2 separate regions of the Mus musculus genome follow, and region 2 is linked to region 1. A link is a contact called in public HiChIP or PLAC-seq data. All regions are on one chromosome and are shown on one strand. Each heading gives the region's core, a stretch centred on a gene start, on an enhancer-like site or on the middle of the called end of the contact. The rest is flanking DNA. Distances are from core to core; before and after follow the strand shown.

Region 1 (3,280 bases), core at 175-2,674:
GCTGAGCTACACTCCAGACTCTGTTCCACACATGGTTTGTATATAAGTACCAAAGTCGGGGTCTAACAGGGAACCTCACTGTCTAGGGTTTAGAGTCTCCGCAGCTGGCTTCGTATGGCGCTGCAGTTCTAAGTTTGGGATCTAAGTATAGATACAGAGCGATGGCAGCTGGCCTTTGGACTGTGTTCTAGCAGGTAGGAGCTCAGCCAGGGCACTTGCGGCTCCAGCAACCTTCCAGATGCCAAATGCCCATCTCTCAACATGCCAGGCACTTAGGACTCCAAGCCAAGCAACTTCCTGACAACAGCCAGCTTTGGAGCCCCCATAACTACTAGGGAAGAACCTTGTATTGCGGCCCACTATGTGCCAGAATTTCTGCATGCTCTTAGGGGACTCTTGGGGTTCCATCCCTTGCCTGAGATCCAGCTGCTACGTGGCCATGAATCCACTCAAGAACCTGATTAGATGTTGGCCATCGTATTAGAGACTACCCACTCTCTCATCTTCTATCTAGGAGAAAACAGAAGTTTGGTGAAGGCAAATCCTTTGCTAGTTCATGTGTTTATTTAACTCCAGGGCTGAGACTTGAAGCCAGGTTTTGGGGTTTCTCAGGGCATGTCGGAGACTAAAGTTGAGGTCTCTGGTTTGCTCTCATTGCCCTCCTGCCCTCTGCACCTCCATCCTCTCTATTAAACTTGACATTATCCATCACTCCCTCTCCCTGGGAGCACCCTCCTCCTCCTGTTTCCATGACAACACATTCTCCTCTTCCTCCTGCTGCTCCAGTGGCTTCGCACACACTCACCATGGGGTCTCGGAGGTCTCCAGGCCAGATTCTCAGACTCCTCTCTCCTCAGTGCACCCCAGAAGCCAATGCACATTTCCCTCTGGGTCTCCAGCTCTGACCCTGCACCCTGGCTATTTTCCAGTCACAGCTACTTGCTGAGTGACAAGCCCTGTGGCTATACATACATTACCTAATTAATCCTCGCAGCCATTCTACAAAGAAAGTCCACTCTACAGGACGGGAAAACTGAGAATCTGAGAGAGGAAGCCAACATCAGATTCTAGCATTCATCTGGAGCTCGAGGACATCAAGAAGAGATTGGAAACTGTAGGGCATTTTTAAACCAAAGGCACAATCTTCCCTCCCACCTCGTAGAGAGAACGGAATGGAAATTTTGGGGAGGAAGAGAGACCTGTGATAGTCTAGAATTACGCTGTCAATTTGGAGCTTTAAAAAAAATGCACCGTGCAAAATGCACAGTACATTTTGAAAGGCAAAGATTTGGAGAACTTAAGGAGGAACAAAAGTTCACGGAAAATTGCCCTTTTCTCCTATTTTGTTAAGTCTTCAAAAGCCTCATCCCAGGAACCCAGCGACAGCTGGGACATCGTTCTGCTTCACTGATGCCCAGAACTCACAGTAAACGTGGACCTGGGAATTTCCTCTAAAATTCCTCTGTCCGGAGTTCTGACACTCCCGACAAGGTCTGTGACTCAGGGAAAAGCAGCTTAACCTCCGAGCTCAGCTTTCCCATCTGAAATGGGGACACTAGCCAGGCATGGCACATACCTTTAATCTCAGCACTCAGAAAGCAGAGGCAGGGGGATTTCTGTGGATTTGAGGCCAGCCTGGTCTACAGAACAAGTTCCAGGACAGCCGGGGCTACACAAAGAAACTCTATCCCCCCAAAATAAATATACATACATACATATACACACACATGTACATACATGCATGCATACATACTTACTAAAATAAAATGGGGATTCTAGGCAGGTATGGCACCACCTTTAATCCCAGCACTCAGGAGGCAGAGGCAGACTGATCTCTGAGTTCAAAACTAGCATAGTCTATATAGCAAGTTCCCAGTCAACCACAATTACATAGTGAGACATTGTCTCAAAAATAGATGATAGATAGATAGATAGATAGATAGATAGATAGATAGATAGATAGATAGATAGATAGATAGATGATAGACAGACACAGACAGACAGGCAGACAGACAGACAGGGATACTGCTACTTTGGCCCAGGGGCTGTTGAGGGGATGAACTGAGATAATGGGCGCCAGGCCTGGTACACCACCGTACTCAGTTAAGCTCCGGGTCTCTACTGCTCATAACTTTTGGGTCTTGGACATGCTCACACTTTTCTACCCACTCTGCTGCTCCCCCAGTAGCCAATTCCTATGCATCCTTTAAAACCCACCGGCCCTTTGCCGCCTCTTATAGAATTGCTGCAAACAGGTTTTTTAATGAAAAAGTACTTCTGGGACATCCCCCCTGGGCCTTTCTGTCACTGTATCTGTCACATTGGCATGCAATCACCTGGGTATGTATGTTATATGTGTATGTATATAATCAGCTGAGGCTGATCCCAGGACATTATCAGAAAGGGTTAGAAAAAAGTTGGTCAAATCTTGCTGGATGTGGTGGTGCCATGGTATGTTACTGTACACACACACACACACAAATTAGCAAACAAATAAATAATTTCTTTTAATTGGGGTTGGTGGATAAAGGTCCTTTCTGTCAAACCTGCTGACTGGAGTTCAACCCCTATGAACTCAGGAGGCAGAGGAAGAGAAGCACCTCTATTAAAACTCTCCCCTGACCTCCTCATGTGCACAGTGGCGGGAGCATGCCCCATCCAACACAAAATCAATCAACGTTTAAACAATTTTGAAATCACACCTGCAATACCTATACTCATGAGGCCAAGTCAGTTCTCATCCCTACAGGAAAGGACCGGCTGGGTCAGCTCTAACACAACTCTGCCCTGGGTGGGGCACAAGGCCACAGTCCTTGCAAGGACACACAGCACTAAGTCCCGTGACACCTGCTTCAGGAGTCTGCTGTCTGCTACCTCCCTAGCAGAGTAGCAGGACTTTCCAGTGAGTGTCTAGGGGTGTCTTTGGCCTGGTGACCACCTCACCACCACCACCACACTCTACAGAAATCTCCATGGTCATAGTGACCATTTAGGTGGTAAAGGTCAGCTAAGAGGTTAAGTTCCAGGCTACAGTGGCTGGGCAGGTCTGATGTCAGCGGTGACAATCACTCTGTATCCCAGGCTACAGAGATTCCCAAGGACCTAAGCTTTTAGGGACCCCACAGGGAGAAAAGGACTATGCTTTGTCCATCAAAGGAACCTTTTCTACTCACTAGTCTAGCTCCCGCCTCCCGGAAGGCAGTTAGGTCCCTGCTGGAGTGACAGCCTGCAGCTTTTGTTCCAAAGAAATGGCTGTCAAAAAGAAAAGAAGTATATTGTC
Region 2 (3,551 bases), core at 154-2,653, 61 kb after region 1:
TATTATACATTTTTCTTTGCCTTTTCTCATTTATATTAAAATGTATTTTTATTGGTGTATATGTGTGCTCGAGTATATGGGCATGGGTGTGCATGTGCGTGCTTGAGTGTGTGTGCATGTGTGTCTTTGTGCTTGAGCATGTGTGCATGTATGTGCTTCAGTGTGTATGCATCTGTGCATGCTGATGCACCTACAGAGGCAAGAAGAGGACGTGGGATTCCCCAGGGCCAGAGTTACAGGAGTATTCGTGACACATGGTTGTGTGGAGGCTCTGAATTCTGTTCCTCATGACTATACAGATGGCTCTTAACCCACGAGCCATCTCTCTCGCATGCTTTGCTTCACTCCTACAAACTCTCTCTTCCTCTCCTCCTCTCTCTTTCTGTGCATGTGTGTGTGTGTGTGTGTGTGTGTGTGTGTGTGTGTGTGTGTGTTTGAAATAGGGTCTCACATAGCCCAGGGTGACCTCAAACTTGCTAAGTCAGAAAGGATGATCTCAAACTGCCTGCCTTCACCTCCCAAATGCTGGGAGTATAAACTCCTAATTAATGTGATGCTGGAGATGGAGCCCAGGACTCCACACATACTAGATAGGTCTCGGCCAACTGATTTGCATCCCCAGATCTTTTTTTTTTAAGATTTAGTTATTATTATATCTAAGTACACTGTAGATGTACCAGAAGACGACGTCAGATCTCATTACAGATGGTTGTGAGCCACCATGTGGTTGCTGGGATTCGAACTCAGGACCTTCAGAAGAGCAGTCGGTGCTCCCAACCCCTGAGGCATCTCTCCAGCCCACATCCCCAGATTTTATTTGCATTTTATTTTTAATCTGCAGCAATCCAAGTGTGAGAGACAACTCTGAACTTCTTCCCCCTATTCTCTTGGTCCTCCCCTATTCTCTTGGTCCTCCCCAACCCACCCACCCCCCACCTCCACAAGCTTCCCCCCTCCTGAGGAGATTCCTGCTGAGCAGCAGCAATAAAGGCAGAGTGTGTGGAGTTATTAAGGCCTAGTGACTCTGGGAGCCCCAGTTCCAACCTTAAGAGAAAGAAGCATAATGAGCTACAACTAAGCTGCCAGCAGCTCCTTCCACACAAAGCGACTGTATGTTACTTGGGTTTTGTTTGTTTGTTTGTTTGGTTTTTGGTTTTTGGTTTTTTCTTTTTATAACTTTGTGCAACTGTCTAAATCTTTTTAAATAAATAGGGAAAAATCCAACGAAGTTCTTCTTGTCCTTTAAAGATATAAGTGCATAAATCTTCACACAGCAGCATCTTGTAGAAGATCTGAGATGCAGGTCCCTCCTCACCAGGAGCAGATGGCAGAAGGGCTGAGCAGAGGCTGGGCTGCTGTCCTTCCTGCATTTGGAAGCGTGACTCACTTCGGTCTTCAGACTTCTCTGAAAAAGAAAAGCAGCCTCCCCAGGAGGCTCACGGATCGCTCATCTCTTCCCTTCTGTCTCAGTGCGAAGGGAACGCAGACTGCCCAGTCTGCCCCTCCACAAAGCTACTTCCATTGCAAGGCTCAGAGCTGCCTGAGCCTGCCCTCAAGGCCAGACAAGTTAACAAGATCCCAGCTCCAAGCCCAGACCAGGGCTCCTCCCAGCCCTCCATTAATCTTTGCTGACCCTGGGTCCTGAGTTTAGGGAGGACAGAGAAGCCTCCCTCCTGGGGACACCAGCCTGACCTTTGGCAAGGTCTGGGCCACAGCCAGGTTCTTGAGATACCCTCTCACTGTGTGCACAGCCACCTCTTCAGCCCCAAGATCTTGAATTTCTGGTGTCCTCTCTCCAGTGATCTTTCTTGCACTTGCTTTGCATAATCAGAGCCTGGGTAGGTGTGTGGTCTGGGAAAGGCAGGCTCCCTGCACAAGTAGCTACTCACTGTAGAGGGTGCTGGCAGAGGTCTTCCTCCTCCTCCTCCTCCTCCTCTTCCTACTCCTTCCTTCCTTCTTCCTTCTTTTTTCTTTCTTTCTTTCTTTTCTTTTTTTTTTTTTTTTTTTTTTTTTGTCTTTTGTTTTGTTTTGTTTTTTGTTTTTCGAGACAGGGTTTCTCTGTATAGCCCTGGCTGTCCTGGAACTCACTTTGTAGACCAGGCTGGCCTCGAACTCAGAAATCTACCTGCCTCTGCCTCCCGAGTGCTGGGATTAAAGGCATGTGCCACCACATCCGGCTTTTTTGGTTTTTTGAAACAGGGTTTCTTTGTGTAGTTCTGGCTGTTCTTGAACCCTGTAGACCAGGCTGGCCTCTGCTTCCCAAGTGCTGTGTGTCTAAATAGCTGTGCCACCACATCCATTGTTGTTATTGTTGTTGTTGTTCTTCTTCTTCTTCTTTAAATTTATTATAATTTATTTATTTTTACTTCATGTGCATTGGTGTTTTGCCTGCATGTGTGTCTGTGTGAGGGTGTTGGATCCCCTGGAATTGGAGTTACAGACAGTTGTGAGCTGCCATGTGGGTGCTGGGAATTGAATCAGAGTCCTCTGGAAGAGCAGCCAGTTAACCTCTGAGGCTCTGAGCCATCTGAGCATCCCAAGGTGCTTCTTTTTCAAAGTCAACTACACATCAGATCTACCACTGCAGGCAGCTTTATAGAATCATTCTCTTCCTGTCTGCATTAGCCCGTTGTCTGTTGCCAATGATGCAGTAGCAGACGGGTGAGTTTTAGAGAAAAGCCTTATTTTGCCTCACAGTTCTGAACTCGTGAGATTGAGAAGCTGTGTCTGGCGGTGGCCTTCCAGCGTGCAGGCTTCATTATCATTGTTTTTATCTTTATATCTGTGCCTGAGCCGGCACATATATGCCAGGGTGTGCACATGCAAGTCAGGAGACAACCTTAGGCGTTAGTCCTAACCATCTTATTTGGGACAGGTCCTGTGCCCCTGTGCCTGATCCTGAAGGTTTGATTTTCCTCACTGCGGATGCCAGGCTAGCTGGTCCCCAAGCTGCCAGGGAGTCTCATGTCTCTGCCTCTCATCTTCCCATAGGAATCCTGGGATTTCGGATCCAATGGCTCCTGCTGCTGCTTGGGTTTTAGGGAATCAAACTCCATCTTGCCAGCTTACCTGCAGCCTCTGTGTGCCATGCAAGGCATTATGTAAAGGAAGATGCGTGTGCCAGGGTGTGTGTGTGTGTGTGTGTGTGTGTGTGTGTGTGAATATAAGTGTGTGTGTTTGGTTTCTGGTCCCTCTACCAAGATCATCAGAATCAAACGCAGGCCCCGCCCCCACAGCCCTGCATAATTCCTCTTGTCTCCCAAGGCCAAAGCTCTAAAGCCCACATTCATATTTGATTTCTACTCCCACACAATGGGGATTAATTTTCAACTCATGAATCCTTGAGGGACACACTCAAACCATACCCAGAGCGTAGCTCCTTCCCTGCTACCGTGTGAACACACAGGAACTGTGAAGTCTAAGCAGAACACAAACGCCAGCTGGGGCCAGAGGCATTGATTCGCCAGGTGGGCAGTTCTCAGTGCTCCAAAGGTGCTAAGCTCTTCTTGGTACTTTCTGAGTTACTAATTTTTCAATTCAGCCTCCACTGG

The links. HiChIP or PLAC-seq counts read pairs in DNA pulled down with a chosen protein or histone mark.
Region 2: a contact with region 1 is called in an H3K27ac HiChIP or PLAC-seq map of SST interneurons, with 3 times the contacts expected there. The contact joins two enhancer-like sites. A contact is called at or near these places in 2 of 39 promoter capture datasets (both in embryonic stem cells), 4 of 15 datasets of contacts at CTCF or cohesin (the NIH/3T3 cell line, embryonic stem cells and stem cell-derived epiblast-like cells), 28 of 484 Hi-C or Micro-C datasets (B cells, the C2C12 cell line, CD4 T cells and 21 more), 7 of 115 datasets of contacts at active chromatin or transcription factors (SST interneurons, bone marrow-derived dendritic cells, differentiating embryonic stem cells and 3 more) and 3 of 9 other capture datasets (adipose tissue, embryonic stem cells and pancreatic islet).

Annotation. Positions count from the first base shown.
Region 1 is chr4:132,108,242-132,111,521 of GRCm38.p6, forward strand. It overlaps Oprd1 (opioid receptor, delta 1), which reads right to left. Exons shown (of 3, transcript NM_013622.3): 3 at 2,485-3,280. Among named protein-coding and RNA genes, the nearest start is that of n-TAcgc3, 15 kb to the right of the region's middle. Within about 2 kb of position 1,425, at least 3 of the 459 cell types and tissues checked have an H3K27ac peak or open chromatin away from gene starts, as enhancers often do. A contact at or near this core is called in SST interneurons, where this site is marked.
Region 2 is chr4:132,169,683-132,173,233 of GRCm38.p6, forward strand. No RefSeq gene overlaps it. Among named protein-coding and RNA genes, the nearest start is that of Oprd1, 27 kb to the left of the region's middle. Within about 2 kb of position 1,404, at least 22 of the 459 cell types and tissues checked have an H3K27ac peak or open chromatin away from gene starts, as enhancers often do. A contact at or near this core is called in SST interneurons, where this site is marked.